2 separate regions of the Bos taurus genome follow, and region 2 is linked to region 1. The links are chromatin contacts, called in public Hi-C maps. All regions are on one chromosome and are shown on one strand. The core of a region is the stretch at or near the end of the contact, and the rest is flanking DNA. Distances in the headings are between cores, read along the strand shown.

Region 1 (3,094 bases), core at 172-2,671:
ACCTCTCACCCACCCAGTGGGCCAGAAGCACCGGAGTGGAGATTCTAGAAGAGCCTGGCATCCCTTCAGGGGTGATTTCCAGAGGAAACAGTTAAGAACGCTTTTCTTCATCGTGTGCTCTGGGATTGTCCATTTCCTTGAACTGAGGTATCACGGTCCTCGTTGGCAGCACCTCCACAGTCTCAGACGAGACCCTCCCTTCCTGAAATCCTCCAGGAGCTCAAGTTTCCAACTAATGTCCTTTTCTGAGGTTGTTTAACCAAGCCTGGTGTCCCAGATGTCACGGCAACCCTGCTTTTACCACGTGCTCTTGTCCTTTTGAGGGAGATGCCAACTAACTCATTGCTATATTTGAAATATTTAAAAAAAAAAAAACAACAACAACTCAGAAAGGGTATCCCTGGAAATTGCCTATACACATAGCGTCATGTTGCATGGAGAGGTTGTAATAGTGTCCTGACCCTTTATCCCCAAACTAGACACAGGCAAGCTTCACAGACAAGATGAGGGAGCTTCATGCGCAAGTCATTTTGTCATCTCACCAGCTTTCCACATTCAGTGATTGTAACTTGAACTGGAAGAGACTTCTCTGGGCCCTTTCCTGGTTACTATGTAGAGATTTGGGCCACAAAGGAATACATTATATGTCTTTGGTTGGCTAATTGTGAGAGGAGGAGCCGGTTGACCAAATGTGATATTTTTCATGGTTTCTTTTTCGAAACACAGCGGTCTGTCTACATCAACTCACACCTACTTCAGCACTCAATTTCCATCTCGCTTGTGAATGTCTTCTAGACCACTGTGGTTCCATCTCTGCCTATCTGACCTGTATACAATCTAGGCCTTGCGTCACCCTTTGCAGGGTTGTGTCGAGTACCGTCCACTGTTTCGCATGCCCTTCCTCCTTCCCTCCCGGCGGGCAGAGGCGTTAGGAACGCACGGGTCTCATCCCGGCGCTGTTCCCAGCTGGCTGGCCCATTCGTGTTTCTCGTCACGTAGAAGAGTTCCATGTCCACATGGAAGTGTCGTGATGAAGTGCAGTGTTAGTTCAGAACAATAGTCAGGGATTGTCTGAAAGACAGTCAGAGAAGAAAGTCCCAGATGACATGTCATTTAGATAATATTTGCCTAATCTTTTGCATGAAACCTACACAATGATTGTCTCTATGTACATCAGTGTTTATCTTCTTTCAGTCACCTTCTCTCTCACTCTCTTTCTTTCTCTGTCTCCCCCATCCCTTTTGCCCCTCTCCCTACCTCCCTTTTTGTAAAAGTAGAGACAAAAGTTACCGGAAGTCTCAATTGTCAGACTTCAAAGTCTCTGCTAAACATTTGACATTTGACACTGTGTCTCCCTCCCCTTCCTTCTCACCCTCTGCTCGCTTGCATGGGCACAGCCTCACAGAGATAACCATATCGGGCAGAATAAATGAAGCCTGTTTCCTTCTAAATTTGCTTCCTCCCACACATGGTTCGACTGTGTACCCTGGGGCTGGCAGGCACTCTACCCGAGACTTTTCCCTACTGACTTCTGGGTGGAGGTGGTGGGCTGGATGTGGTCAGAGACTCTTCATTCACCAGGCAGAAATCGTGGAGTTTTTGAACCAGAAAAAGATCCCACACAGAGTCTCATCGAACACTCTCACTTTATAGATGGCAGAGTGGAGGCTGGGAGGAGTTCATCGAACTGTCTGAAATCAGTTAGATATGATCAGAGCAGGCCCTGGGAGCCAGAATGCTTTTATAACCCAGGCTGGTCTTCTTTCTGCCTGAACACAGAAACTCAGACCCTGTATATGTCAGAGTTAACACTCAAAGCTCAGAGAGTGGATTTCTCCAGTCTGCAGGTGACCAAATCCTCCTGGGGGTTCATCAGGGTGAAGATAGAAGTCCTGTCCTAGGCTCCCTGCCTGCGAGAGGACCCGGAAACCCAGCTGCCTACGTGCGTTGAGGTCCGTGGGAGAAGGAAGCAGCAGGTAGAAGGTGGTCTGTGCACTGGATCCAGCCACGTGCTCTGCAGAACCACTCAGAACCTAGACTGGGGCCATCCCCTGTCCCCAGCCCAAGAGAGGGCAGTCACAGATGATTCTCCAGATGAAGCAAACATGGCCGTGGCAGACAGGAAAGAAAGAGGAGCCGCTGAGGCAGAGGGCTGGGCATCTGAGGAGGAGAAACACACAGCTCCCCACTGGGATACGTGGGGTATCGCCTCCAACATGCTTCAGAAGAGAAACTCCACTAGTGAAGTTCCTTAACTTTAGGTCTTCAGGGGGTTTTAGAGTGGAATCCATAGAAAATTACAAATGCCTTTAAAAATGGTTGACTTCCCTGGTGGCTCAGATGGTAAAGTGTCTGTCTACAATGCGGGAGACCTGGGTTCAATCCCTGGGTTGGGAAGATCCCCTGGAGAAGGAAATGGCAATCCATTCCAGGACTATTGCCTGGAAAATTCCTGGGACAGAGGAGCCTGGTAGGCTACAGCCCATGGGGTTGCAAAGAGTCAGACACGACTGAATGACTTCACTTTCTTTCTTTCTTTAAAAATGGTAGAGGAACTTCCCTGGTGGCTCAGATAGTTAAGCGTCTGCCTACAATGTGGGAGACCCGGGTTCAATCCCTGGGTCGGAAAGATACCCTGGAGAAGGAAATGGCAATCCACTCCAGGACTATTGCCTGGAAAATCCCACGGTCGGAGGAGCCTTGTAGGGTCGCAAAGAGTTGAGCATGACTGAGCGACTTCATTTTCTTTCTTCTTTCTTTCTTAAAAATGGCAAGACTTTAGTAAGAATTGGAAAGTTGAATAGAGAGAAAAGCTGGGTGAGGAAAATGCAAAGAACCTGTAAAATCTTGACTTTCTCTTCTTGCCATCTCCTAGCATGTGCGTGGACATGCACACACACACACACACACACACACACACACACACACTCCTCCCAGCACAGGTTGGCAAAGCTCCCTTCCTCTGCCACCGTCTGGCTGAAGAAAATCTCTCACCACGATCCACCCCCGATTGCCACCTGTAACGGGCACCCCAGCCTCAAATTGTTTCCTCCTTTCTGGGTGCTCAGCAGGGCTGTTCACACCTCCCAGCTGA
Region 2 (3,094 bases), core at 300-2,799, 380 kb before region 1:
ATGAGAAAGCCATGGGGTGGGGACCCGGGCAGGATCATGTTACCTGCCTGGGAGCCCCTGCTTGGTAACAGGAGCTTGTGAGAGCCGGTGAGGCTCCAGGCTTTGGGGAACCCCCTGGGCTTGGCGAGGTGTAGCACTCTATGAGTCTTAGGTGAATGGTGCTCTTTGTAATGAGTGGTGCTGGGGCAGTCTCTCCATTTGGTCCTTTTTTGCCAAATGGACTTTGCCCTTCTTCTCCCTTCCCAGGATGGTGAGACAGAAGGGAGTGCCCAGAGCCCAGGGCATCAGGGACCGGCAGCCCCTCCGAACATCTGCTGAACGAGCCACCTGAGGCCAGGGTCTGCTTGAGCTGGGATCGAAGCTTCTTATTCCCGGTCAGCTATTCCATTTGCGTCTCTTAGGGACCACTCTTCATGGGCATTAGAAAAGAAAAAACTACAGAGATGCTAGAGGTCTGGGCCTTTGGGGACACAAGTCATTTCTTTTCTGGCTCAGCTGTCACGTCTTCTTTTACAAAGGTCATCCGGTGTTGCTGTGTGGATGTGATTTATCTTTCTTAAAAACAGTGCATGTTTTAGAGGTGAATTTAGTAATGCTTTTCTTTCTTAACATGTTTGGGTTTTTTTTTTTTTTTTTGGTCCCTTTACCTCTATTTTGTTGCATGTCCCTTCCTAGTTGGATTCTGGTTGTCCCAGAATCCCATGGTGGGAGAGTCTTTTCTTTGGTGATTCTGTGCTTTAGATCAGGAGTTGACTGGGGCTCCTTAGCCAGCTCCTTCGTCATCAGTGCAGCATGCTGTGCCCAGGAAAGAGGTGATAAATGACCTTTAAACAGAAACTCAGGCTAAGAGAAGATGTCACTGGCTCCTTGGGAGGTCACTGCCCTGTCACTTTGTCCCCACATCATTCCAGCCCCAGGCCAGGCAGGCCTCCAAGCGGAAGCTCAGGTTTCTCTTATAAATCTCCGGCATCTTCTGAAAAACCAAAGAAGCTAGGACAAACTGTTAACCCTCGGCGTGAGTTCCCACCACACCCCCCTCATCCTGCCTTTTCTCTCCTCCCCTGTGCCAAGTCCTTCTTCCCAGGTCTCCAAGGCTCTGCACACTCTCCTTTGACCAACCACTCTTTCCCCTGTTGTATTTGGCTGATGGTCCTTCCCAGTAGCTCAAATGCTTCTTCTTCAGATAAGGTTCTGTGTGTGCCTCCAACAGGGTGGTCACTGCCCTGCTGTGCCCCCTGGCCAGGACCCTCCACCCTCCACCACAGCATTGTCACGCATGTCAGCTCTTGCCTGCCACAGGCTCTGAGCATCTCTGGGAAAGGGTCCTCTCATCTGCCCACCTGTGGGAGTAGGAGCGCCCAGAGTGGGAGCCGGGCTGAGCTTGCTGGATGACGCATGGTCCACGGTGGACACAGCAAAGCCATCGCTGTGCCTGACGCATCAGGGACCAGAGGGGCCGCGGGGCCGCTAGTTTGGGCCTTGCCTGTTTCTCAGCATCTCCTGTGAGATCGCAGCCTCTCCTGTGTTGCACCACCGGCGTTTGAGCAGAAGGGGTCTCTCCAGGCGCAGAACACAGGTTCCCTGCGCTAGAGCCTGGGAAGCTGCTGAGAGGAGCCTTGTCTAGTGAGGAGCAAGATTCCTGGACAATGCTGGCTTCACTGCTGTACAGAGAGGAACTCTGTGCCTCTCCTGTCTCCAAAGAAAGGCTCCTAAATTTGGCCTCCAGATGGAAGGCATGCTTGCAAGACCCTTCCCCATGGAAGACAGCTTCTCATCTCCCTCCTAGCCCTAAACTCAAGTGTCCTTTTTGTGAAAATAAAGTACACAGGGAAGGAGTTTCTCTCTCTTTATTTTTTTTACATTTTAATTATTTTTAATTATTTTAATTTAAATATTTTATTTTAATGTTTATTTTATTAAATAAATTATTTTAATTATTTTAATTTATTTTATGACGGCAATTATCATGTACCGTAATCCCCAAATGGGGTAAGGTAAAACATAAATTAGACTACATGATTTATTTTAATTGAAGAAATACTTGACTTACAATGTTAATTTCTGCAGCACAGCAAAGTGATTCAATTTTATATATATATATATATATATATATATATATACGCACATTCTTTTTTAAAATATTCTTTTCCATTGTGGTTTATCATCAGATACTGAATATAGCTCCCTGTGCTATGCAGTAGGTCCTTGTTGTTTATCCATCCTATATATAATAGCTTACATCTATTAAGAAGTTTCTCTTTATAACAACATTTGTATGTGTGTATTACATGTATCATTGGGAATTTCTTCCTGAACTGAATTTTTCTCCTATTGTCACGTTAATATCAACAATCAGCATCCTAAGAATTTATAGTAAGAGTTAATTATATTTTTTTGAGTCATAGCATAATTTATCTGGATGTGGTATGCCGATTGACCAAACATCGTTTACCTGTTCATTTTCCGGTTAATTTGACACATCATTTTCATATTCTATTTTCCCACAGTAGGATAGCATCTCACATCTGTCAGGCTGGCTGTTATCAAAAAGACAAAAAGTGCAGGCGAGGATGTGGAGAAATCGGCAGCCTTGTGTACTGTTGGTGGGAATGCAAAATGGTACAGCTGCCATGGAAAACAGCATGGAAGTACCTCAAAAATTAAAAATAGCACTAACATATGACCTAATACTACTACTTCTGGGCATTTGTCCAAAAGCATTGAAATCAGGATCTTGAAGAAATATGTGCAGCCCCCGGTCATCACAGCACTTGTCACAGTATCCAAGATACGCAAACAACCTAAAGGCCCACTGGGTTCCCTGGTGGCTCAGCAGGCAAAGAATTCGCCCGCAATGTGGGAGACCTGGGTTCAGTCCCTGGGCTGGGAAGATCCCCTGAAGAAGGGAATGGCTAGTATTCTGGCCCACATCAGTATTCTGGCCTGGAGAATTCCATGGACTTATAGGGGTTGATGGGGTTGCAAAGAGTCAGACACAACTGAGTGAGTTTGACTTTCACTTTGAAGGTCCATTGACAGCTAAGTGGAAAAGGAAAATGTGGTACATCTGTGTATACAATAGGATACTGAAAAA

The links. Hi-C and Micro-C count contacts between places; a contact is called where the count stands out from the background.
Region 2: a contact with region 1 is called in a Hi-C map of liver, with 3 times the contacts expected there. The contact joins two enhancer-like sites. A contact is called at or near these places in 4 of 11 Hi-C or Micro-C datasets (blastocyst, blood, liver and 1 more).

What each region holds. Positions count from the first base shown.
Region 1 is chr29:31,629,253-31,632,346 of ARS-UCD2.0, reverse strand. No RefSeq gene overlaps it. Among named protein-coding and RNA genes, the nearest start is that of ETS1, 250 kb to the left of the region's middle. Within about 2 kb of position 1,421, at least 26 of the 102 cell types and tissues checked have an H3K27ac peak or open chromatin away from gene starts, as enhancers often do. A contact at or near this core is called in liver, where this site is marked.
Region 2 is chr29:32,007,891-32,010,984 of ARS-UCD2.0, reverse strand. No RefSeq gene overlaps it. Among named protein-coding and RNA genes, the nearest start is that of FLI1, 44 kb to the left of the region's middle. Within about 2 kb of position 1,549, at least 4 of the 102 cell types and tissues checked have an H3K27ac peak or open chromatin away from gene starts, as enhancers often do. A contact at or near this core is called in liver, where this site is marked.